2 separate regions of the Zea mays genome follow, and region 2 is linked to region 1. Evidence: chromatin contacts called from public Hi-C data. All regions are on one chromosome and are shown on one strand. The core of a region is the stretch at or near the end of the contact, and the rest is flanking DNA. Distances in the headings are between cores, read along the strand shown.

Region 1 (2,991 bases), core at 331-2,830:
TAAAAGTAGAGAGAAAGGTATTACTCGTTACTTGTTACTGGACTAACCAATGAAAATAGAATGCAGGTACACTAACTAATCTTGTCAATCGAAAGCCTTGGCCACATTGAGTTGTGAGAAGCATTTCTGAGAATCAGCTGGCAAAGTTACGAATTAGAGCAGCAACAAATGGAGAAGAAAAGCATCATACCCATTCGTATGCACCTTCCTGCGTTCCATCAAGAACTGTAACCCAATCCGGTTGGTTTTTAAAGGAACTCTTTTCGCGAAGAATGTCCCTAACCTGCACCAGTTATGGATATGCCATCAGAGTTAATCGAAAGCTCTGATCATGGTCATAATCAAACAACAACAAAAGAAATCACTTAGTGAAACCATGCTACATCCACTGATGAATGCATCCTTGAAATGTTATACTAAAAGAACCATTTACCGCTTGCAATATCGCCTCCGATTTTTGTGCACCCAAATTTCTCAGCCCTGCGGTGGCCTGCGCAAGGATGGAGGAGAAGGAAGCTAAATAATTCAGTAAGAACACTATCAAGCACAACAAAATCAACTGGTGCGATGTGCCACCCACCCCGACTCTGACAGGAGTTTGGTCGCGCAATTCCGCGGGCACCACTCGCTTGGCATCGTCAAGGAGAGAGACGAGCGACTCGGCGGCCTCCCGGGGATCGTTGGCGTAGTGGCTAAGCCCCGGTTTTATCTGCAGGCGGAAGGAGACGCGAGTCAGATCCAGATCCAATCGGCGAACGGATCACCGGCGCGGGGCATAGCGTACCTGGACGAAGAGCTCGATCTCGCTGCCAATGTGGACGAGATCCAGGTTGGCGTCGAAGCGGAAGACGTGGACGCGGCTGCCGGAGCTCCCGGCGTCGAAGATGACGGCGTACTTGTCGGCCCCGGGCGGGCCGGACCTCCTGGCGCCGGCCGTGGCGCCGGCGGGCGAGCGCGGCATGAGGAGGAGCACGAGGGAGACGAGCGCGAGCGGGGCGAGGACGACGAGCAAGACGCCCCGGTAGCGGTGCGCGCGGTCGGCCAGCGTCTCCTGGCGGCCGCCGTTGGGCAGCGCGGAGTAGCGGCGCATCTTGGGGTCGGCGGGGAGGAGCAGGAGGTCCGGGGACGAGGGCGTGCGGTAGCGGACGCCGCGGCCGCCGCTTGCGGGGGCCGGGGGAGACTGCGACGGCGACGGGTTGGCCGCCTCCTGCTGCGCGGGATCCAGCGCTCCGCGTCGGGGCGCGCGGCGCGCGCGTCGGTGGTGGATCTGCTGCGACTGCGTCGTGGCGTGGGGGACGGTCGGAAGACGCGGCAGGCAACGTTTATGGCGTACGCGCGGCGCGGGTACTTTGAGTTGACCTCGCTCGGGTTTGGAAATTGGGATCGCGTGGCGTGGGCAAAGGGAAGCGCGGCGGACGGAACACGGAAGTGCGAGCCGCCTCAGGATCTGCCGCGGGCGGACAAGGCACAGGGGTCAGGGGAGATGCAGCGCGAGGAGGCGAGGGCCGGATGGAAAGTGCTCTGCCTGCCGAAGCCGATGCCGAACCACCCCCGGCTGGCTGTGGCGTGGTGTGTGGAAACCGGCGGCTTTGGAATGCGACGGCGTTTTTATACTGGCCCTGACCGCGCTGCGACGGTGCGTGCTGCTCCTGCTGCTGCCCGCCCCGATTTCGCCGTGCTGGCGCCGGTGGCTTCCGCCTTCTGGGAGGCGCGCATCGTGTTGAATTGAAGGAGACCTGGGTTCGCTTTCAGAGTTTGGCCGGCGCTCCCGGGCTGGAAGGGCTGCGGCTGGCTGGCGTGGAACGAATACGAAGCCCGGGACTGGGACTCCGTCGGTCTCCATGCTGGCTGGGTCCACGCCGCGTGTTTTTTGAATCATCCTTTCGATGAAGTCTAGCTCATGTTGGCATCCCATAACCACACAAATGTGCACCCCATTGCTGCAGTCCACATGCCAAAGCACAGAGTAAGACAATTAATTACTTCTGCATGCATCTGAATGTCCATGCTTATCAGCTCGAGCACCCGTGTCCTTAGCAATGAGAATTTGGAGCCAGACTTTACTGGATAACCACTGAACTTGCAATGAATGACAGAGCACTTGCATCTGAACTTGCATGAGCTTCCCTGCTAGCGTCGAAGAGAGAAATTGAGCTTGCAATAGTATCCAAGAAGCACTCGAAGCTGCTCCAGAGCATCCTTGTGGAGAAATAAACCAACAGACCCAACTGATGACATTCTGACCTGTGCTTCTTCGAGTTTTTTTTAACATTCTAAGGCCCTGTTTAGCTAAACAGAGCTAATAAACTAATTGTTAGCTACCAATTAGTTGGAGGTCGGGATCTCTACCTTTAATTTTTAGCACTAACTATTAGCTCTAAACACGGTCTAACAACACAACTAAAAATAATTTGTCTATTAGTATTTCTGTATAAATGCACAAGGCTCTAAAAAACGGAGCGTAATGGGCGGAGCAGCGTGACCACAAATTCCATCAGCGACATCGCATTTGTTGGCCCGCTAGCAAACTGTCCGGGATCACCACGCGGCCCACAACGAGAACCCAGAACTCCCCCTGCGAGCTGATCCCCAGGCCCAAACCGTGCGCTCCAGATTCCTTGATTTTACGTCAAGGGTCAACCTCCCCAACTTCCCGGATCTCCACACGTGGCAACAGGGCACGTGCCACGTGGTGCCGTCACAAGATTTTGACTTTGACGGCCGGATCGAAGCCTCCAAGACAATCAAAGTGTGTGGGTGGGTGGGGACTATATAATCCTTTTCTTACCAAAATCTTATGAACCCCCTCGTTGCCATAAAAAAATTTATAGGTTCATTTGGTTGTCATTCCTTTGGAAATTCTAATCTCTTTGTTGACATCCAGAGCCCGGCGATCCTAGGCACATGCTCAGGCTCGCTGCAGTCTTATGTTTCTACTATTGTAGAACATGCTTCAAAACACACAATTTAATTTGTTTAATTAAATTTGCC
Region 2 (2,991 bases), core at 125-2,624, 320 kb before region 1:
AAAAGGGAATCAGGATGGCACGGGGCTTCTTCTCAAGAGAACATCAAATGATATTTACTTGGAGCCAGGATGGGACTGGACCCGGCCTAGAGAATAGAGATCTACATGAAGAGGAGTGGGAATCTGAAACCAATGACCCTGACTATGAGGAAGAACATATTCATTATGAGGATGATGAAGATGAAATACTTGGAGCAAGTTCCTTTGAGAATTGAGGCTGTGAGCTGTGGCAATTTGTGTGGTGTGGTTGCATGTCATATCATGCTTGGTTGTGTTGTGCACTTGTGCTACCTGCTGTGTGTTGTCCTGTACTGCTAGTTGCTGCTATGACTAAGACATTTCATTTGCCCCCATGTTTGAGTTTGAATTACTACCTCCGTTCTCGAATATTTGTTGCTCGCTAGTTAATTTTTTTAAACTAAAACGTGACAAATAAAAAAGAACAGAGGGAGTATCAGTTATGAACTATCAACTATGCTATGTTATGTCATGCACTCATAACTCGTGCATGATGTAGTGTTGTTGTTAATTTGGTTTCTGCTGCTGTTCATTCGTGCAGTGTGCTGTTGTTGTTAATTTCTGGATGCTGTTAATTTGTGCTGAGTGTTACTGCTGTTAATTTGTTCTTGTTCATGCAAAGAAACAAGAAACCCAGTGCTTTGTCGTTATTTGTGTAGGTTCAACTGCAGTGGAGAAAGGAAGAGGACAAGAGGCAAGGAATTGTTGCTGTAAGAAGACCACTTCAAAACCCACTTTTTAGGTATATAATTGGATTTTTTTTACGATATTTGCAAAAACACTTAATCGCGCTTAAGCTTTTTCACCCATCGAGCGCTCGCTTAGTGCTTAGCACTTTGTTGAACTCACAAATCACAAGTGGCCATGCTTATTTGTGGAATTCATCACAGATCTGTACTAGGCTTCAACCAATTGAACAAAAAAAGATCCATTGGTGATCAGGGGCGAACCCAGTAAAGGACATGGATGTACACCCGATAATTTTTGCAAAGCAATCAAAGTTAGTAGACATAATACATGAATGCATATATACTTGCAATTAGATTCAGATCCGAGTACGAATAGTAAGTCAGGGTTTGGGCGCACGGTTTCGCGCAGAAGGAAAAGAAGACAAGGGGAGGGCGTACGCGGTGGTTCTCGTCGGCGACGAAGGGGCCGAAGTAGCAGTGAAGGCCGGCCCAGTCGTCTGTGAGTGGGGGCCTGCGCGCTCGCCGCCGCGGCGCCCCCTGCCGCCCGCCCGCGCGCTCGCCGACCACGCGCTAGGTGCCCTGCAGCTGGCCGACGAGGAGAGATGCGACGGGGCCTGAACCGGAAGGCTGCTGGCCGACGGGAGGGAAAGATGTGAGTACAGACTACAGAGGGAGTCTAGGTGGGAACTTTTTTATTTTAACATAGAAGGTATTCCGTATTTTTTATTTATCACGTTTTATTTTAAAATAAGCTAGCGAACTATAAATAAAAAAATAACGAAGATACCAATAGTTTTAAAAAAGAGAATACCCCTACGTTCCAAATTAAAATTTCGAGATAAACTAAAGGGGCCTACAGCAATGTTATAGTGGACTACTTTTGTATTTGAATGAACTCATTTACGACTCAGAATTTTATTTGAAATTTTTATGACTTTCAGTGGCATACGTAGCAGGGGGGTGCTTGTGCTTAGTTTGCCTCGAGTGGCATATTTAATCCAGCTATAAGACTTCTACAATGTTGTTTTAAAAATATGATATTTAAAATTTGAATTTTAAATACGGACCATCATCATATTATAGTCACCAATAAATAAACAGATTGATTATCGATTGATTGCTGCCTGCCAATGAAGACTATTCCGTGGCCCAGGAAGTTCAGACTTGGAAACACACGCCCCATATGTATGGTAGGTGCTCGCCAGTTGGTAAGAGGAAAAACGCCAGTACCAATATTTTATCCATCACATCGGATTACTTGATAATAACATTGTTATAAACATTGCTTCTTCATGTTCCATGCAGCAAGTTTGGTGGCACTAACTTCGGGAAGGCAACCTCGTCTCTCTAGAGGCTTTGTTTCCTCATAGGAGGATGTTAAAACCATCGATAAAACTAAAATCCCATGTTAAAATGGAAGCACGCAGTAATCCCAAAAAAAAAAAGCGAATGCGACCTGCTTCGTGAAATGGGACCAACTCAAGTCAAACGTATCATCCAGATCACTACTAGGCACAAAACCAAAACAAAAGGTAGAACAAATAAGTCTCGGCTAGGTGGCGACAAAAATCTAAGTCGGTTTCCTCATGTTGCGGCCTGCCCTGATCACTTCATCCACAAGCAGCAACTGGGATGCAATGATGGGTCTACAGCAAAGACCAACAAAAAAATCGTCGTTAGCTTTGCACATCAATGATGTTTTAGAAAGCACAGTTACAAGAACAATAGAAACACAAACTGGCAGCTGCATCACATACCCAGAATTGATGATCTGGCGCTTCACAGAGTAGTTGTCGAAGATGCCTTCCATCTGGGGATCAATCGGATCCCCAGAGTGATGGTTCAACCCCACAACTAATCCACGGTCATGCTCATTCTTAAGAAAGCACAAGGAAAATGATCAATAACTTCCCTGAGTTAACTACTAATAATACAAACGAAGTGATACACCCACACATACCTGGAGAGAAACAATCACATCTTGAGTATCTAAACCAGAGTTCTCAGCCAAAGTCTTGGGTATAACAAGAAGAGCTTCCGCAAACGCCTCCACCCCAAGTTGTGCTCGCTGTTGCCAAGACTACAGTATTAGCAGCAGGTTGATGTAAGGCATTATCAATGTTTTTAGTGCACATACTCCTTTGACGGTTTTCTTCACATTGTCGATAAGATGCTTCTTTGCAGCAACCTCAAAAGCACCAGCACCCTACACTTGCCAAATCAGACGGAAAGGATAAGATGAGCATACTTTTCGTGCAAGTCAATGGCTGTCTGCTCAACTGAA

What was found. Hi-C and Micro-C count contacts between places; a contact is called where the count stands out from the background.
Region 2: a Hi-C map of leaf shows a contact between it and region 1, with 8 times the contacts expected there. The contact joins the promoter of LOC100280564 here to the promoter of LOC103647945 in region 1. A contact is called at or near these places in 5 of 25 Hi-C or Micro-C datasets (bundle sheath, ear, leaf and 2 more).

Annotation. Positions count from the first base shown.
Region 1 is chr2:224,085,473-224,088,463 of Zm-B73-REFERENCE-NAM-5.0, reverse strand. LOC103647945 (probable apyrase 2) reads right to left here and starts at 1,580. Exons shown (of 9, transcript NM_001353419.1): 1 at 785-1,580; 2 at 581-709; 3 at 434-490; 4 at 191-283. The coding sequence starts at 1,090.
Region 2 is chr2:224,402,758-224,405,748 of Zm-B73-REFERENCE-NAM-5.0, reverse strand. LOC100280564 reads right to left here and starts at 1,374. Exons shown (of 6, transcript NM_001153483.1): 1 at 1,146-1,374. It overlaps LOC100193477 (putative TCP-1/cpn60 chaperonin family protein), which reads right to left. Exons shown (of 15, transcript NM_001254862.2): 12 at 2,845-2,913; 13 at 2,668-2,775; 14 at 2,465-2,583; 15 at 2,151-2,353. The coding sequence ends at 2,278.